Linked DNA regions of Mus musculus: region 2 is linked to region 1. Evidence: chromatin contacts called from public Micro-C data. All regions are on one chromosome and are shown on one strand. Each heading gives the region's core, a stretch centred on a gene start, on an enhancer-like site or on the middle of the called end of the contact. The rest is flanking DNA. Distances are from core to core; before and after follow the strand shown. Region 1 has its middle 7.6 kb from the start of Gm22371. Region 2 has its middle 170 kb from the start of Spats2l.

Evidence for each region. A called contact is a pair of places that touch in the nucleus more often than the background predicts.
Region 2: a Micro-C map of muscle stem cells shows a contact between it and region 1, with 7 times the contacts expected there. The contact joins two enhancer-like sites. A contact is called at or near these places in 1 of 39 promoter capture datasets (the 3T3-L1 cell line), 1 of 15 datasets of contacts at CTCF or cohesin (embryonic stem cells), 13 of 484 Hi-C or Micro-C datasets (the Patski cell line, adipose-derived mesenchymal stem cells, cerebral cortex and 7 more), 7 of 115 datasets of contacts at active chromatin or transcription factors (all in embryonic stem cells) and 1 of 9 other capture datasets (embryonic stem cells).

What each region holds. Positions count from the first base shown.
Region 1 is chr1:57,428,516-57,431,354 of GRCm38.p6, reverse strand. No RefSeq gene overlaps it. Among named protein-coding and RNA genes, the nearest start is that of Gm22371, 7.6 kb to the right of the region's middle. Within about 2 kb of position 1,429, at least 93 of the 459 cell types and tissues checked have an H3K27ac peak or open chromatin away from gene starts, as enhancers often do. A contact at or near this core is called in muscle stem cells, where this site is marked.
Region 2 is chr1:57,599,543-57,602,325 of GRCm38.p6, reverse strand. No RefSeq gene overlaps it. Among named protein-coding and RNA genes, the nearest start is that of Spats2l, 170 kb to the left of the region's middle. Within about 2 kb of position 1,420, at least 12 of the 459 cell types and tissues checked have an H3K27ac peak or open chromatin away from gene starts, as enhancers often do. A contact at or near this core is called in muscle stem cells, where this site is marked.

The DNA.
Region 1 (2,839 bases), core at 180-2,679:
AACAGCTAGATCATTTTCCTTCATCTTTCCGGAATCTATGGTTCCAAAAATCAATATATGATCAATCTATGTTCCCCCTGAAACTTCACTTCCAGCTTCCAGCTTCTGATGGTCCCAGACCTCCTCAGCTCACAACTGTGATGGCCACTGACTGCGCCCATTTTCATCCTCTCTCCACGTCCTCTTCTCATCTCAAAAGAACCAGACAATGGAATCAGGACTCACCCTAATCCAGAATGTTCTCCTGGATACATGTGTAAAGTTCTGGAAAAGATCGGAGTCTCAGTTTCCCTATGGATACAGATTTGGTGAGCACTACCGATACTCAATGGCTGGTCGAAAGGACACATGACGGGGACAGCGTCAGCCTTCAAGAAATAAGAGAGCATCTTCCTGTTTTTGTTATTTTTGCCACTGCAGATGCTGTTGGTGTCTTTTTAGGGAGTACGGGATGTAGCAGTGGTTCAAATGAAAATGTCCTCTGTAATAATTGCAGGTATGAATACTCAGTCCCCGGTTGGTGAAAGTGTTTGGAGAGGTGTGGTTTTGCTTCAGGAAGTATGTCACTGGGGGTGGACTTTGAAAGTAAGAGCCTCCTGCAGTTTCTGGTTTCTCTCCCTTTGTGCTTATGGCTGCAGTTTGGTCTTCAAACTCTGGCTGTGCCTGCTGCTTGTTACCATGGCTCTACTTTTTTTTTGGTTTTTTCGAGACAGGGTTTCTCTGTGTAGCCCTGGCTATCCTGGAACTCACTTTGTAGACGTAGACCAGGCTGGCCTCGAACTCAGAAATCTGCCTGCCTCTACCTCCCAAGTGCTGGGATTAAAGGTGTGCGTCATGACGCCCGACTCAACAGGAACTCTTATCTCTCTGGAACTGTAAGCCAAAACAAGTTCTTTCCCTTAAGTTGCCTGGACTATGGTACTTTAGCACAGCAGAAAAAAACAGGTTTACTTAGGGGTGGAAAAAGCAAGGCTGGGGAGCAGTGGGGATAGAGGCAGTTGGAAGATCCAGCTGGGAAGATGGTTCAGCGACCAAGAATGAGAAAGTGTTAGGTAACATTCCTCCAGTGGACTTGTTTGGTTCCTGTAGTCTCCATGACAACACTCAGGGATAAAGTATCAGGAAAATGGACAATGTACCTAGCCCCAGGCTGGGTCTGCCCAATTAGTGTGGCTTCCCTTACTTGGGAGAAAGGAAACAAGAAGATGGGAGGGGGGTGTTTAAGAACACTTTTCCCCCTCCTATTAAACATATTTCAGAATATTTCTTAAGGGAGGAAGAAGAGGAGACTAGATTCTAGAAGTGACGCTTCGAGGGAACGCAGGGCTTCTTGCCGAAAAGGAAGTAATTGTCGACGGGGATCCCTGAGCCCTGGCAATAAATCAAGCGGAACAAAGATGTGAAAGCAGCTGGAAGAGCGGGTGCCTCTTCCTTCCCTAGGCAGGGATGGCAGGCATCCTAGACACTGAAGCTTTTGTTAGTAATGTGATCTGAATACGCCAAAATCTCACCCTGAGGTTAAAGTGTACTCTGCCAGGCGTCGCTGCAAACAGTTTCATACAGATATGGCACACATCTTTGGAAAAGATGGAAGGATAAGAGTAAAGTCACAGCTACTGAGTACAAAAAAGAAAAAAAAAATCTTTTGATCCTCTTTTTTCTAGAGACTGTTCTGGTAGCCTTGTCACTGGATGCTCTTGGTACTGGTTTTAAATTATGGACCTATTGACAGAGTGGTGAAGTCTGTAGATTTCTCATCATTAAAAAAAATGCTTTAAAGTAAATACACTTAAAACTAAATAAAACCGTCTATAACAACTCAAAGCAAGCCAGTGGTATCAAAAGGTAGGTATTAAAATGTCAAAACAAAACCAACAGATATGTGATATGGTTCTATGTGTACTTCTATATTAATGTGCTAAATAACAAGAGCTAGCAGCAGGTTCCACAGTTACTGCAGTTTTAAAGCAATGAAGAGTGTGAGCAGTGTTTCTAGCTGTCCCGAGTGGGAGCTGCAAATTATCTTTGACTTGCGTTCACAATTGAATCAAAACTCTCCATTTCAGCTGGAGATGGATAAAAACCAACACGGGGTTTGCCCCCATTCCAGTTCTCGGAATTCTATCTGCCAAGATTTGTGCCCCGTCCCAATTTAAAGGCTACACCATGTAAACCTCACAGGCACCCAGTTTTTGGTGGGGTTCTGCCAGACAGAGGAGTACCGACCATTATGTTAGCAAAGGCTGCCGCCTGCTGGCCAAAACATTCAGACTGTTCACTTAATTGGCTGTGTTAGAAAACAATGGGGCAAGCTATTAATTCACTGACTCGCATCTAGAAATGGAGCAGGAGGCTACTTGTCAACCCAGCCCCATGGCATCCAATCAGTGCAGATTTAAAAGCCCCCTTTGGCTTAGCTGGCAAGTGCTGATGGCTGGTACTGTTGGTCATTAGCAATGTGGGACAAGACGCCAGCATGGCAGGCTGTTTCTAGGGAGATTGCTCTGCTCAATTCTGATCTGTGAAAGTACAGATCGCTTAAAGGTTAGATTTCCCAGTGGGCTTGTCTGACCAAGGTGTTCAGGATCTACTTTCAGTGCTAAGGGCATGGGGCTATATGGAGAGGAAGGAAAAGGAATTCAGAGCGACCCGTGTGCCAGAAACCAGCTAAGTACTTTCACGTATGCGGCTGCATTTAATTTCTAAGAGAATCCTGTTACTGTTATGATGAGGACTGAAAACAGTCACTAAGGCTTAGAAAGGAAAGTTGGCACCATCACTCGGAACGCATGCACCGCTTGGGAGCTCGCTTGCTTCCCAGTCTCTGCTCTAGTGGGTA
Region 2 (2,783 bases), core at 171-2,670, 170 kb before region 1:
AACATCTAAACTTTCATACCTATCATAGGAAAAAACAATTGTCTGGGTGGGTATCCTAGATGTGGATTCTAATTGGCTCTTTGTACAGTCATTCAACCAATCACCTTGCCTTTGCCACCCCAAGTCCCATACCACTGTCTGTTAAGGCAGTCCTGTTACTTTGTTTCCTGATATTTCTATGACATGAATCAAATTATAGTTGACTTTGCATGTCTGTGGGTTGTGAATCTAGGGATTCATCCAACTGTAGACAGAAAATATTCAGAAAAATGTTAACTTGAACCTTACATGGGTGCTTTCCTTCTTGGTATTATTCCCTAAGATTATACTATATCAACTGTGTACATAGTATTCACACAGTCCTGTGTATTATAAGTAAACAAGAGGTGATTGATTGAAGAGTTGTGAGTAGGGCTTTGCAAATACTGTGCTATTTTAATGACTTATTATTACGTGCAGATGTGTTTTTATACATACACACACATACCCAATTGAGTCCTTATAATAATGTTACTTGTAGGTATGTTTTTAGTGTTGACCATTTGACATTGGACAAACATCTAGCAAGCTCTTTCCTGGGAAAAGCCATGTTTCCTACTCCTGTCTTTCCTGAGTTGTGTGTAGTTCCTTGTGTAGGGTTGAGATCTCCTGGGCTTTTCCTCAACAGTTTGTCCTGATCATTGGTGTTATCCTTGTCTGCTCACGTTTAGATGAGTGTTGTGGAGAGACTTGGAGTGTACAGCATCAGATGTTACTAGGAGACACAATCTAAGAGCAATGTCCCTGATCCTCTAACTCTTACAATCTTTCCACCCCCTCTTCCACAATGTTCCCTGACTACACTACTTTGGATAAAACATTCAAGTCTCTGCAGACTTTGTATAATTGGACTGTAATCAAACCAATCCCCATGGATATAAGGGGACAATTATGCTTCTTATTGAATATACCCGTTTATCAGCTACTCAAGTCTAGTCACCTCATTTGCTTAAAGAGAAATAGAATCTTTGAGAGACCAAGCAAACTAGCTGGGATTTTGATAAAGAATGTTGTGATTCACAATGGGGGAACGCAGAAGCTTAGAGCAGCTGGATGGGAAGCATCCCTGGACAGCTGCTTTTTATTCCATAGCTCAATACAATGCTCTCTTTGCCATGAATTTTCATGGGGGCTTTAGGCAAAACCCTACAGCAATTCACAGTCCTTGCGGTCAAGGTCACCATGATATGCTTTGTTCAGCTTACACACCACAGTCCTGGCCTGAAGTTCTCTGACTTTAGTACACCAAAGCACTGTAGTTAGATAAACAAACAGCAGCTGCAGTAATCAGAACTAATTTTAAAAGAAAGTCACACAAAGTAAACTAACTGCACTTGGCCATCTCATTCTGGTTTGTTGCATAAAAAGGTTTTATCCAGAGATCATTTATTTCCTGCAGGTGTTTCCTGCTTCTGAGATGATGAACTAGAGAATCTGCAATGGTGGTATCTCTCTGACACCATCCTATTAACATAGTTCAGTTGTTCTAGAAACAAGCGTTCACCAAGGAGAAATATTTTACATATTTCCAGAAACGTCTTAAGGGTTTCCTTTGTACAGCATCCATTAGTGCCTTTGAGCCTGTTCTATACAATCTTGGAAACGGAGAGCTGAGAATAAAATCACTACAATTGCTACAATTTTTGCCCCAGCGCTCAGCACTTCTTGTAAACAGAATGTGTACCATTGTTCCAGTACCAAAGGAAAAAAAAGAAAGAAATCTAAGTGCTTCAAGATCCAATTTCGACAAATTCCAATTCTCACTCTCCAAAATGAAGGAAAACATCTCTATTGATTTCTGACATAAACAACTGGATCAAAAGCACTTGCTGCTTTTGTTCAGAGTCCCCCTCTCCCTCTTCTTTTCCTTCTCCTGCTTCACCCACCTTTGATTGGCTTGTTACAGAGTGAACTTACTCACACACCCTCTGTTCTAAGCTGTTTTTTCCCTGCAGAATTTTTGGGCTGTAATCAGAAGGTGTGTGAGTGCTGTCTGAACTGGCTATGGCCTTGTCTCAATGTGCTTATGAGTTCCGAACCTGAAAGCCTGACTTCGGGGCCAGGGTTCTGCTTTGGCTTCGGGCTTCAAATCAGATGGGCTGGTGACTCCACCAGTGAGGGCACAGCTGGCAGCCTCATGAGCAAGGATGGGGAAAACCGTGGCAAGGAAGCAGTAGAGGCAGAAGCTGAAGAACTTGTGTTTGTTGTAACTTTACAAAGCTTTGTGTCTTCTATCAGGTTTTTATTCTTTATTTGTTCATTTTTTAAAGAAAACCAAGATTCAATACACATACTATAAATTCACTCTTTTGCAGTGTACAATTGAGTAGTTTTTTGTTTTGTTTTGTTTTGTTTACTTACAAAGTTGGATATGATTATCATTTCCTAATTGCAGAATGTTCCCAACATGGCAATTAAAGACCCCTGTTCATCAGTAGTCACTCCCTCTCCTCCAACCCCAAATCCTGACAGCCTATTTATCTACTTTCTGCCTCCATGAATTTGTGTGTTCTGGGCACTTCCTAGAAATGGAGTCATAGACAATGTGACCTTTTGCATCTTGCATTTTTCCTACCTGCCATTTAGTGTTTTCAAGGGTCATCCTTGTTATAGCACGCAGCCAAACTTTGTTTCTTTTTTATGGCTGACTGACATTTCATTGTATGGATATAAGACATTTTCATGACATTTTCTTTATCCATTCATCAATGTGTGGACATTTTAGTTGTTTATACTTATTGTCT